Regions from separate parts of the Gossypium arboreum genome. Here region 2 is linked to region 1. Evidence: chromatin contacts called from public Hi-C data. All regions are on one chromosome and are shown on one strand. Each heading gives the region's core, a stretch centred on a gene start, on an enhancer-like site or on the middle of the called end of the contact. The rest is flanking DNA. Distances are from core to core; before and after follow the strand shown. Region 1 holds the start of LOC108467725 (probable alkaline/neutral invertase F). Region 2 holds the start of LOC108467799 (probable serine/threonine-protein kinase WNK10).

The links. A called contact is a pair of places that touch in the nucleus more often than the background predicts.
Region 2: a contact with region 1 is called in a Hi-C map of leaf, with 5 times the contacts expected there. The contact joins the promoter of LOC108467799 here to the promoter of LOC108467725 in region 1. A contact is called at or near these places in 2 of 5 Hi-C or Micro-C datasets (both in leaf).

What each region holds. Positions count from the first base shown.
Region 1 is chr8:27,403,613-27,409,763 of ASM2569848v2, reverse strand. It overlaps LOC108467725 (probable alkaline/neutral invertase F), which reads right to left and starts at 4,900. Exons shown (of 6, transcript XM_017768476.2): 1 at 3,872-4,900; 2 at 2,558-3,004; 3 at 1,372-1,930; 4 at 237-922; 5 at 1-160. The coding sequence starts at 4,684. The coding sequence ends at 630.
Region 2 is chr8:28,343,677-28,350,177 of ASM2569848v2, reverse strand. It overlaps LOC108467799 (probable serine/threonine-protein kinase WNK10), which reads right to left and starts at 3,831. Exons shown (of 8, transcript XM_053018059.1): 1 at 3,246-3,831; 2 at 3,059-3,150; 3 at 2,866-2,903; 4 at 2,535-2,762; 5 at 2,234-2,454; 6 at 1,993-2,150; 7 at 1,470-1,869; 8 at 363-1,387. The coding sequence starts at 3,142. The coding sequence ends at 537. It overlaps LOC108469327 (DNA-directed RNA polymerase III subunit RPC10-like), which reads left to right. Exons shown (of 3, transcript XM_017770216.2): 3 at 1-44.

The DNA of each region.
Region 1 (6,151 bases), core at 3,651-6,150:
CATGAGAGGGCGGTCCTTGGCTTCCTTTTCGTCATCGAAATCGGTGGTGCTGAGGTTTATACAGGAGCACCGCTCCAATGAGGCAAAAAATGCAGAGGCCATGCTGGCGCCCACCCAGGTAGCCATACGATCTAGCTTGTCGCATGATATGAATCTGCAGCTGTTATCCATTGCCTAATTTGATCAAATAGTTTTAGAAACAGATATGTATATATAATTATTAGAGAAGAATGTACTGATAAGACTTTTCTTTCTTCGTATTTGCCTTAGTGGTTCTTTTCCTTGGCGGTTAAGCGTCTGAAGAGAGAAAGAGCGGCGCACTGGGGGCCGGGCCATTGTTTTCTATCCAATTTATCTGCTACATTTTTTCTTATCCAATGGTTTTGGGCCCTAGGTATTATTTCTTTTCTTACAACCTGTAGTAGTTTACTGTTATGTACTCACGGAGAAGGGCTACTTGGTTCTGGTTTTGACTTTTGACAATCTATTGCTCGCTTTAACTATACAACTAAAACAGTGTCAATATGAGCATTTTGGATTTTTGGATATTTTCGAACCATCCCAGTTGCAAAAAGAATTATATGTGTGCAATAAAATGAAAATCCCTGTCTGTCAGATGCAGTTGTTTTCTAGAATGAGATAGAGCGGGTGAGCTTTGGCTTGGCAATCCTTTTGTCTTCTTCAAGAGAGATGATGGGGAGATTGGCTGGGTTCTCAATCAACATCTTAGCGACCAAGTAGCCAGAGATGCTCCATGTTTGATATTTCCTTGCTTGCTTCCCAACATAACGCCCGGTCTTGCCATCATAGTACTCAGGCCAGCCGTCTTTAGAAAGGCGTTGTTCAATCAGCTCTATGGCTCGTTTTGCAATTTGAGGCCTTCCAGTCTTGATACACGCTGCTGTGAGTAGCCATATCAGAACTGCATGGACAATGTTCAATACACCAGGTCAAGGAACTTTACAAATAAACATTTTCAAGGAAATCAAATGTTCATATTCATTTCATTCTTGAGCTTTCTAAATTCGTTGGATGCAATCTATTAACACTGTTGGGCCTAAGATTAAGAAAGGCCGAAAACCACCAAAGCCCCGGCTAAACACATTGCCTAAGGGACGACACCGGTACCTCGCCGAAATGCAAGAAGGAGAATCCCTCGTCTAATAAAAAGAAGGTTCGACACCCTACTAAGTCTAATCATAAGATTATGCTGGTTAATCCTGAAAGGCTACATGATCTCGAGCTTGCCTGTTGTGCACTGGAAATATAAATGATCCAGCTAAAAGCAATATCATATGATGCGACAAGGCAACTTAAATCATTGAACTCTGCAAATAACTTACTATGGAACTGTAAGTACATGAGAAATACCTGGCCATGATCCACCATTGTGGTAACTCCACCGTGTGTTCTTTGGATCAAACCCAGTGACAGTTCTCCATTCATGACCCTCCAAAGCTGGATAAACTATCTTCAAAGGCATCTCTCCTATTAAGTCCTCCCAGCGCTCCTCAATCAAATCCATAATTGCTGTTGCTTGTGCAGGTGTAGCTAGTGAACTCAAGATTGCAATGCAGTTTCCAACCAGAAACCAGCGGAAATCCATTCGAGCTGGGCTGACGTTACCAATCAGATATCCCCCACGTAAGGGCATAAAATCGAACACCCAATCAGGAATAGACTCTGGGATGACATTAAATTTGTTGACAGCAGTGTGGGAATACTCCTCAGTTTTGTAGCGATATATGTTGTTTAACTGTGTGAAATCAAGCCAGTAGTATTTTTGGATGTGAAAACTGAGAGCTCTGATGCGCTTATCGATACGCTCAATTAGTTCCTTGCCATCTCGCTCTGGTTTTAGCATCTGCCTAGAAGACCTCAGTGCAAAATAGAAAAGTGCTTGAATCTCAATGGGGTACCCATAAATTCCCTGCCCAAAAAGGAAGCACATTAAATTCCACTAATTAAACTCAGTTCAGAGCAATGAGGGTAAAAAGAAGAAAAAGAGTAGGAGCGACCGACCAAATATCAAAACAACTCAAAGCATTGCAGCAGGGGCGGCACCAGGGGGAAGGCAAGGGCCTTGGCCCCCTTGGTTTGGTAAAATTTCCCTTTTAGGCTCTTAAAATTTGTAAAGTAATAACTAATAAAATGGTAAATTTTGTGTATTGGCCCCAAAAGAATTTACAGTTCAATTCTAGCTCCCCAATATAAATTTTCCAGCTTTGCCCCGTAGTGAATAAAATGAGTTCAAACAATAATATATGAACTACATCACATTACTCATTCACAAAAACAAGCAAGAATTTAGGGGGAAAACCCTTTAGCCGTCTGGTACTAGACTAGGGCCAGAACAAAATCATGCAGAGACTGATCACAGGATCTAAGGGTACTAGAACAATGAAAATAGAAGAAGATTCGAAGTGGCTTAGATTGGCAATTACGCTTAACACTAGGAGCAGTTGTGACAATAACCAGTCTAATTCCCGATCATGTTTTCAAACAAGTACTTCTATATAAAGTTAAAGGAAACTTCTATAATAACTAGAAGACTCACCATCCTCCTATCAATCATGCTACACCCATCTGCACACAGAAGTGTAGGAAAAGTGTCAAAACCATCTGAAAGGCAAAGATTAAGTATCAGCTTCATTCCTTTCTGCACCTCAGGTAGTTCTGAGAGAGTATAATCATGCGTGCATTTGGTATACGACCTTAGCAATATGATCCACCAGAACCCAGAGTCAACAGGTGCAACTCTTCCTATTGCACTACCACCGAAATCTGCAACCAAGGTTTCCTTCTGCCTATGCGAATCGTAAAGTACTTTAAAACTTGCAGGCATGACACCTTCCCCAAGTGTAAAATTGTCAATTCTTTTCTCCCAACCTTGAAGGTGGAGAGTCTTTAACAGAAAGTTCTTTACTATCTCTGGATCGCCACCAGCATTGGCAGGTCTCATTAGACAGGCTAAGCCACTGGGAACGAAGTCTCTTATGAAAACCTGCAATATAAGAATGGGGAAAGAATATTGATTGAGTTCAATAGGGCACCCCTGCATTAATAAGGCTTTTAACTTCATTGAAATCATAACATTATGGGCTAGCTATCAAACTCAGAAAAACAGAAGCACTATGAATTTGATCAAGCAATAATGCATGTTTTTAGTCTGTGGCTATGTAACAATGACGTACGGTAATTCCTCTCAAAGGCATCTACAAAGATCGTTAATCTTCACCTGTATGGAAAACTCTCTTCCTCGTTTGTTTTAAAATAAAAATTGAAGATGAAACGACTTATGCCACTCACAATATAATATAATAATTAATTAGTTCCTCCGGCATTACCACGAAATTTGCAGATATATGAAGGGCAAGTCAAGAAGTGTACATTAGACCACATATTTTCCAGGTGAAGACGAAAAGATCACAGAACTAAAAGGCACAAGAACTTTCGTAGCAAATCATAACAGGAACCGAAGTTATATAAGTAGAAGAATAAGAAGAAGAATTAGATATAGATATAGATGATTATCATGGATGGAAAATAAGCATAAGAAATAGATATAGATGGTTATCATGCATGTAAAACAGGAATTTCCTTAACACCATTCACAAAAACAGAAAATGCCTCAAAATGCTATAGCGAAAGCGAACAGCAGTAAGCAAAATTCTGAAGATAAAATGGATTCTAACAAGCATGGATTTGAAGGCTAAAGAAAGACCGTTGAGAAAACACCTAAGACAAATGAAGCTTCATTGCAAAATAGCCAAACAAAAGAAAATGATAATATAACAAAACAAGGGAGATATCTGGATTTGAAAAATCAAAAGAAAACAAAAACGATGACAAAAAACTAAACATAATATACCTGATTGTAATTCAAAGCCTCGGCGATAGGATCCATAGCAGCGAGCGTACCGACAGGCTTGCCTTTGTAATATACGTAAGATTTTTGTAGTCCCTCCCACGCTTCTTCCAACATCGCACCGTTTTCCGTACTCCCTAGAGGACTATCGACGGATCTGACCGCAGGCAATAAACTGTCGAGTTCCAAGTTCTCGAGACTCGAACCTACACTAGGAGACGGTTTCAGTGACATCTGCGCCACGTTTGCATTATTGGATTTGGAGATGTTCTCGTTGCTCTGCACTCTTAACGTCTTCATCGGCTTATCAAGTTTGTCAGTCGATTCATTTTCTTCCTCCGATTTGGATGACTCTTCTTTTCCGACTGTGTCTTGAAATATCTCTGTTGATATTTTTGGACTCTCTCGCTGGTTTGATTCTAGAGATGTCTTTCCATTATCCGTCCATTTTACATTTTCAGTTTGCGAAGCTTCCTCAGGAGATTCAAGAGCTTCTTCCTCTTCATTTTGTGAACACAGGGATTTCTCGGTAAATTTAGACTTCTCAAACATGATAAAATCAAAAGATTTCTCACTCGCGTCGTCAGCTCCTTTCTCCGTGGTAGTCTCCGAAGGTTGTTCTTCGATAGGCGTCACGATGCACTGTCCTTCGTGTTTAAGAACGATAAAAAAATCAGGCGATTTCACCTCTTTTTCCGATGAATCTCCAAGTTCTTTCTCACTATCTCCGACTGAAAGAGTAAAATAAAGCGCAGGAACCACCTCTGCTTCCTTTACATCTTCTAAAAGATCACACGGGGATCTCAAAGTTGACATTCTTAAAGAAGAGAATCAAATATGAGCAGCACAAATGCACAATATCGTGCCCTCTAGAGAGAGATAACTTTCTCAGGTCTTCCCTCTTCGTTTCGTAGAGACTGAAACTGCTGGAGAGAATAGTGAGAGACGGACAAGGAAAAAAATGCAAAAATGGATCAGAGATGGAAGCCTAAAGGGCGTGAGCGATTGGGTACCGAATTGTGGTTCGTTTTGGAGGTTGGAAAAAAAAAATAAAGTGTGGAAGTTGTTTAAGAATAGGTCTCAATACTTAGTTTATCTACGAAATTGCCCCTCTCCGTTTCGTTCCCTGGGTGACAAGTAGGAAGTTCATAATGGAGGGGCGTTTTAGAGATTAACAAAATTGTTTGTGAACTTCTTTCAGTTTTTAGTGGCGGGAGGAGTTATAGTGGGACCTTGGAGGCCGTTGGGCTTTGGGCGCCAAAGGGAACACAAACAAACCCATAAACTCTTCCATTTTTCTTTTGGGTAAACAACACAAATAGTCGCCCAACCATGAGAGTTATTCTATTTTGGTCACTCAATTATGAGAGTGATTCTATTTTAGTCACTTAATTATAAAGTTTTTTAATAGAGTCACCAAAGCTCTCAAAATTAGAATTTTTTGTCACTCAACCGTAAAATCAATAACGAAGGTTTAACATGGGCTTTTCTTTATCGACATACGAGCAAATTTAACCCTCCAATATTTAGGCATTCTATCAATTTACTGCTATTCAATAAAAAAAATTAGTCCTAAAAGTTTTAAAAAAATTTCATTGACATCTTAATTCTAAAAATTAAAACGGATACAAATTTTAAAAAAATAAATTTATTAAGAAATTATTTTTCAATGTAAGTATAAAATTTTATAAAATTGCATTTAAAAATTCCTAAAATTGTAGAAAATAATTAAAATTTTATAAAAGAAGAATAAAATAAAAATTGAAACCCATACAGTTTGAATGTTGCTTATGTATGGGAACGAACTGCACTACACACTTGTGCATCATAGATTTGATTGGAACCTCATTTCTATGGAAGTTGTAAAACAGCTCTTCATGTTTCTATTGATGCATGGTATTAATGGAAATGGATGAAAATGAGGGATAGAGTCGAAAGAAGTCAGTTTACCCATTCTAAGGTCAAAAGTTGGACAAGTAGAGAGAGAGTTAGGATTATTACTTAGTGAATTAGTGTAACATCCAAAAATAGAGCCTAGTCGGAATAGTGGTTTCGAGACCACAAATCCTGTGACAGCCCAAAATTGACCCTAGCCAGGAAGTGGTTTCGGGACCGCTAAACCGAGTCACCGAAATGTTTGAATGTAAAATTTATTGTCTAGAATATGTAATTATGAATGTGTGAAAATTTCAAGTTCGATTTAGCCGATTGCATGTGAATTAGGTTAGTAGGACTTGTGTGACACTTTTGAAAAGTGAAAGGCTAATCTATAAGGACCTAATA
Region 2 (6,501 bases), core at 2,582-5,081, 940 kb before region 1:
AGGGAATACCATAAACAATAGATTAACACTGCTTTCAGATCCAATTTTGTTCATGGTACACTTGAATCTTTGTTAGTTCGCATTCTGTCAAAGGAATTTGCTAAAAAAAAAAATGTGAATCTGTAGAAGTTCAATGCAAGTAATCAATAATCACAGCATCAAAAAGCCTGAAATGTTGCAAGTGCATGCCATTGATTGGTTGCTTACCGACTTTTCTGGCTTGGGCGCTTTGCAAGAAATGCTGATTCCGATGAATTACAGTCTTTTGCTGATAGTATGTTAGACTGTACTGACTGCAGGTCTGCAAAAACTACATATACATTCCGGTTCCAAAGAAAGGTTAGAGAAAAACAGCTTCAGAGTTCTGAGAACAAATAAATACATCAAGCAGGATAACGACTGCCAAAAAAGAGAGCAGCACTCAATGCAAGATGTCTAAATTGATAATATCATAAGTCTTAAAAAAGGGGAAAGAAGTGACAAAGTCAAACAACAATGAATTACAGAACAGTAGGAAGAAAATTGTTCATTCTTTATCACTGTACAACCAACTTTTTCTTTGCCATCCATCTCTTTTTGGTAGCCTCCAATTCTTCATCTCTCATCCTGGAAAGCTCTTGAAACCAATGTCGGTATTGTGCCTCGACTGCATCAAGCTCCAGCTTTAGTTCAACATCTAGATCCTTGCTCGCTATAGATTGCGATGAGCAACTACTTGGCAAGCACATAAAAGTTGATTCTCTGCTTAAATTGGAGAAAGAGAGTCCTGAAGCCTTCATGAATTCATTAATGGGTATGCACTCTTCAGTACTTCTTTCGTTTCTACTTGAGTTGAACTCATCATCATAAGTATCCTGAAGCTGAAAGTCTTCAGATATATATCCACCTAAATCTTTACAGGTTCTATTTATATTCAAGTCGGCATCCTCAGACGGTTTAGCATTCTTAGTGGAAGTCTCCTCAACCAGTATCTCTGAAACGACAGATGCTTGTGACTCTTGGTCTTCCAAAAATGAGAGATACTCATTATCGGAGCAATCTGGGGCTTGTATGACACATTCTCTGAGGCTTGTACTTAGAGCAGATACACTTTCTGTGGCTACTCCCAGAGCTGAATCACTAGTTAGAAACGAATCCCATGGGCAGGGCGTTAAGGTTTCGCAGTTTGCAGAAGCTGAAAACTCAGCACAAGGACTTGCAGTTCCACTCGAGAGATAAAAAGAGGGCTTCCAACCAGGTAGAAGCTTCGTTATCAAGCAATCAATAAACTCAGCTATGAAGTCAACATCATGGTCTGTTAACTCTAATTGTTCAATCATCTCAGCTGCAACCGAGTGTGCAGTATCGCTATCAAGGTAAAAGTTAAAATCTATGTTCCTGACTCGACCTGCAAAATAGCAGGTAACTTCTGTTTTATTATACATAAATCAGAAATAAACTCAATGTTTAAATGTACAAGCAGCACTTACCACAAGAATCAGCAATGCGGAAGGTCAATGAAACCGAGTTATCATCATCCTTTTTACCTTTCAACCTGAATATGCTGTTATTGTGCATCCTCTGCAACTCCAAAACTGGATAATGACTCTCGCTATTGCTTCCAGTACATGTACTTAAGGAAAGTTGCTTATAGTCGGTATCTATGTCCATGGACGAAGGCCCTGACACAGGTAGGCTTACTGCTTTAGAAATTGGGTTCGGTCGTAGCAGGGGAAGTCGGTTTGGTTCTTTTGGATTCTCTACTTTAAGAAACGGATCCTCCAAAAGCTCCTTAGCAGACAATCTCTCAGATGCTCGAACCAGACATTTCTCAATGAATTCCTTTATTTGTGGATCGGCCACCTTACTCAAGGAAGCTGGTTTAACACCCTGAATGAAATTCACCAAAATATATAATACAAGTTCACTAAAACCAAGACCAAAATGAAAATAAAAACGTAAATTCCCTGTTTATAAATTTTGATAAAATAAGCAGTTGCATGTGGTACTTACAGAGATGACTTTCTTATAGATCTGTGCTGGATTTTTGCATTCATTATATGGATACTCGAAAGTAACCATCTCTAACATACACATTCCAAAAGAGTATACATCTATCAGTTCATTATATTCCTCTTCATAGAGCTCTGGAGCCATAAATTCAGGGGTACCTGGTGAACAAAGAAGGGGAAAGAAGATATCATTAACCTAGTTAAATCTAATGCAACATTTTGACAAAAAACCATTCCTTTACCGATAACACTCCGAGCAGTTGGCTGCTGCATGACGATCGCCAACCCGAGGTCGCCAATTTTGATTTCTCCATTGTTCCCATTAATAAAAATGTTGTCACACTTTAAATCCCGATGAATAATAGGGGGGACATGACTGTGAAGATACACTAGGCCCCGAAGAATCTGCCTCGCCCAATTCTTTATCGCCTTTGTATCAACGTGTTTATGCTTCTTCCGATATCTGACAGCAAAAAAAGACATAATCTACTTCATACATAACAGGAATTAACCAGAAAGAATTGAAGCTAAAAGGATGCATACATCCTGAGACTCCCGGATGTGAATAGTTCAGTAATCATGTTAACAGTTTTCTTCTTGTCATCCACCCATGAATTGTGCAACTTGATGATGTTTTCATTCTTCAACGATCTCAAGAGATGAACTTCGGAGTAGAGTTTTTCCAAATCTTCCGGTGTCCGCAATACATCGTCGATCCTTACTTGGTTCCAAGCGACTTCTATTCCTTCAACTTCATCAAAGCCCCTATAACTGCAGCAGCATTGTAAACAAAAAAGCCTGAGGTTAAACACTAAACAATCATTCAAACACCATCCATATTGTTGGCAAGACCGGAGGAGATTAAGAACCATACACTGTCTTAAATGCACCCTTGCCCAACACTTCATCAAACTGAAATACAAAAATAAAAATGAAACATTAGATATTCTGCTAACTTGTCTCAAATATGAAACATTTTATATTAAAAGAGAGAGAGAGAGAGAGAGAGAGAGAGAGTACTACATTTGTGAATACAATAGAATATGGTAAAAAAAATAGACCCATACCCGAATGTAACGACCCGTTGGGTCTCTTTCTACGAAACCTGGTTCTACTTCAGAAGCATAATGCATTCCATTATTGGCTGGCATTTCCAAACCTAACCCAGAATCCATTACTGCTAAGAACCAAATAGCTACCAGAAAAAAAAAATAAAGACAATTTATGTTTTCCAAAATTTTCAAAAAGATTCACTTTTTTCCCCTTAAAAAAGTGTGAGAAGGAAGGTAACGACAACGTTGTTGTTGTTGTTGATGGTGGTGGTGGTGGCGGCGGTGATGATGGTCAGAGAAGGTTTCAGAGGCAATGCAGAAAGAATCGAATGCCGACCGAGGGCGGAACCGGCATTCGATTACGGCAACAACGACGTCCTTTCGAGGCAATGAACCGCGTTTACAATTCATAACCCCAAGTACCTTGTGCAGCAATCCCCTCATTTCTTTACACCAAACCCATCTTCTCCAATTCCAATTCCATTTCCTTTTTTTTTTTCAAAAGTCAAGAAAAATTCTCTTCCAACAATAAAAATAAAGAAGCCGAAACAAAGCAATTTGTTCCTCTTTTTTTTTTTCAGACAGATGTGAAAGGAAAATAAAAGAAAAAGTAAAGAAATGGGGATTGATTGTTGCTAAAAGGGGAAAAAGAAAAGCCGTTGAGACATTAAAGACAGCTGTTGTTGGAATGAATTATGAGATTCTGAAAATATCCGAAAATGAAGCTTTGACCAAACACTTGTACGGGTTTAAATTTCTACGGAAAGCTTAAAGACTATTTTTTTTCTTTGTATGGTCTAACGCCGTTATTACTTCAATTTTTATTATCAAATTCAGTGACCAAAGTTGACGTTTCGCCGCGCCGCTTATTCTATTTTTTTTTTGTTTGGTTTTTTTCTTTAATGGGTAACTGCCCACCGGCATTGCAACGGCTTCGAGTTTGACTTGTGATAGCACCGCACCGTTTGCAAAGCGATCTATTTTAAACGTTCGTGGGCCTTTGACTGTGGCCCGTGCGTATGAATGGTGGTCGCTATAAGATTGAGAATTTTAGATTATACTGTGCTTAATAAATTATTTGACCCACTTTAAAAAATTCAATTTAGTCTTCATTTAATTTTTTATTATTTTTAACATTTAAATTTATATAATTTATCAAATCACTCCAAATGAATGAAAAATTAATATTTATTTACTTTATTAATATTGTATCCACATAACAGTCTATTTTTATAAAAATTTTAAAAATATTTTTATTTTAAATATTTTTATAATTAATTAATTGTTGATGTGACATACATGTGAATACCATATCAACAAAATTAAGAGTGTGAAAATTTCAGGTAAAATCAAATTAATTCGATCGGGTTCAGTTAATAATTTTTAGAAGTTTGGTTAACGGTTAATTCAGTTTAAAATCGATTAATTAACCAAAAATTAATATTTTTATATACATTTTATATATATATTAAATTGGTTAATTGGTTAATTTTTATATATTTTATACTTGTTTTAACTAAAAATAAAAATATATAAATTTTGATTAACTCGGTTAACCGATCGAATTAACCGAAAAAGTTAGGTTCGGTTAATTTTTTTGAAAAAATTTCTGTTCGGTTAACAGTTAAGGTTTAAAAGGGTTAGTTAATTCGGTTAATGATAGTTTGGGTCGGTTAATCGATTGAACACCTCTAAATAAAATTAATAAACGTTAATTTTTTCATCAATTTTGGAGTGATTTAATAAATAATGCATGTTCAAAAATTAAAAAAGGCAAAAAATTAAATTAATGGCTAAAATAATTTTTTTTTTTGTAAAATTGGAAGGCCAAATAAGTCATTATGCCATTAGAGTATAACACATTAAGAAAAAGAAAATATTTATTATACTACCAATGGATTTTTAGGCTCTAAAAGCAAGACTAATGTGATGATAAATATTTGTAAGGTATAGTAAAATATTTGAAAAAAATAAATATATGAAAAAAGATACATGATATTTTTTAAGATTATTTATGAAAAAAATATACTATCATTGAGGGGTGAGTGTTCGATTGAATCGAATGAAAAAATTTTGAGTTAATCGAGTTGATGAATCCTATTTTATCATCCTAACACGATTTGAAATTTTCTCGAATCGAGTCGAGTAAGATGAAATTCGAATCAAATATATTTGTTTGAGTTAAATTAAAAAAAAATATTTTAGGTCCTTGTAATCACAGTCACCCACCGTAATCAAAATTGTTATTAACTTTCATCCCCTAATAATTTATTTATTAATCTTTTATATATGGGTTAGCTTCGTCGCTTCAATTATCTTTTGATTCTTGCCACTATATATTTTGAAATGAAAAAAATATTAAATATAAAGAATGTGATTTTTAATAAAATTATCTTAAAGATAAAATGTGAATTTGATACAAATATAAAATTTTAACACGAATATTTTATCGCATCATCAACAATTCAATTTTAAAAAATTTTATAAAGATTCAATATGATTAAACAATTCAACAAATAAATAGTAAAAATGTGAAATTTAATTTAATAATACAAATAGTAGATATAAATAAAATTATTATTATTATTTAGATTTAGGAATAATTTTGGATGATTTTAATTTTTGATTTGGGGGTAAATGATGAAAAGTAAAAGTTTAAGGGAAAAATAAAAAGTTTTGGGGTTGAGAGAGTAAATTTTTTTTTTTTTGGGGGGGGGTTGGGGGGAGAGGAGGGGGAATGGGTTTGGGGTGGAGGGGATTAAAAGTTATAAAGGGAAAGTTGGAGGAAGTAAAAATTTTGAGAGGAAAGTGAAGAGGTTTGAGAATTTGGGGTAAAAATATAAAATATTATAGTTTAATATTCAGTTTATTCGAATTATTTGAATTATTCAAATTCGGAAACCAAATTCTTCGAATTCGAAATTCAAAAAAAAATCGAGTTGACTTCAATAAATCGATTAATTCGAATAACTCAATTCGTTAAACTCAAAATTTAAATTTTTTTCAATTTTTTCGAGTCGAATAGAGTTTTACTCACCTCTACTATCAATATACCAAATATTAACCATTAAAAATACATATTAAATTAAGATTACACTATCCTATAAGTTATTCAAATTAAGTTTTTTTTTATCATCCAATTATTAAAAAAGATACATGAAATATTTTTTAATATTTTTCTTTTAACTGCTACTAAAAATTGATGAAGGAATGGTGTGGAATTAGAAAAGAAAAGACCTTCAGAAACAAGGTTATGTTGAGGTCATTATTCAGTCAAATAACCTTGAAAATGTTATCTCTATCTACGAAAGCAAGGTTGATGGTCCAAAAAGCTCTCTAATAACTAGGATTCAATAATAGCCTTTGAAGAGAAGTGGTCCTTTAATTATGTTCCAATAGAGACTAATCGGGTAGCAGATGCTTTGGCAAAAATGACTTTGATGAGTGATGAAACTTTG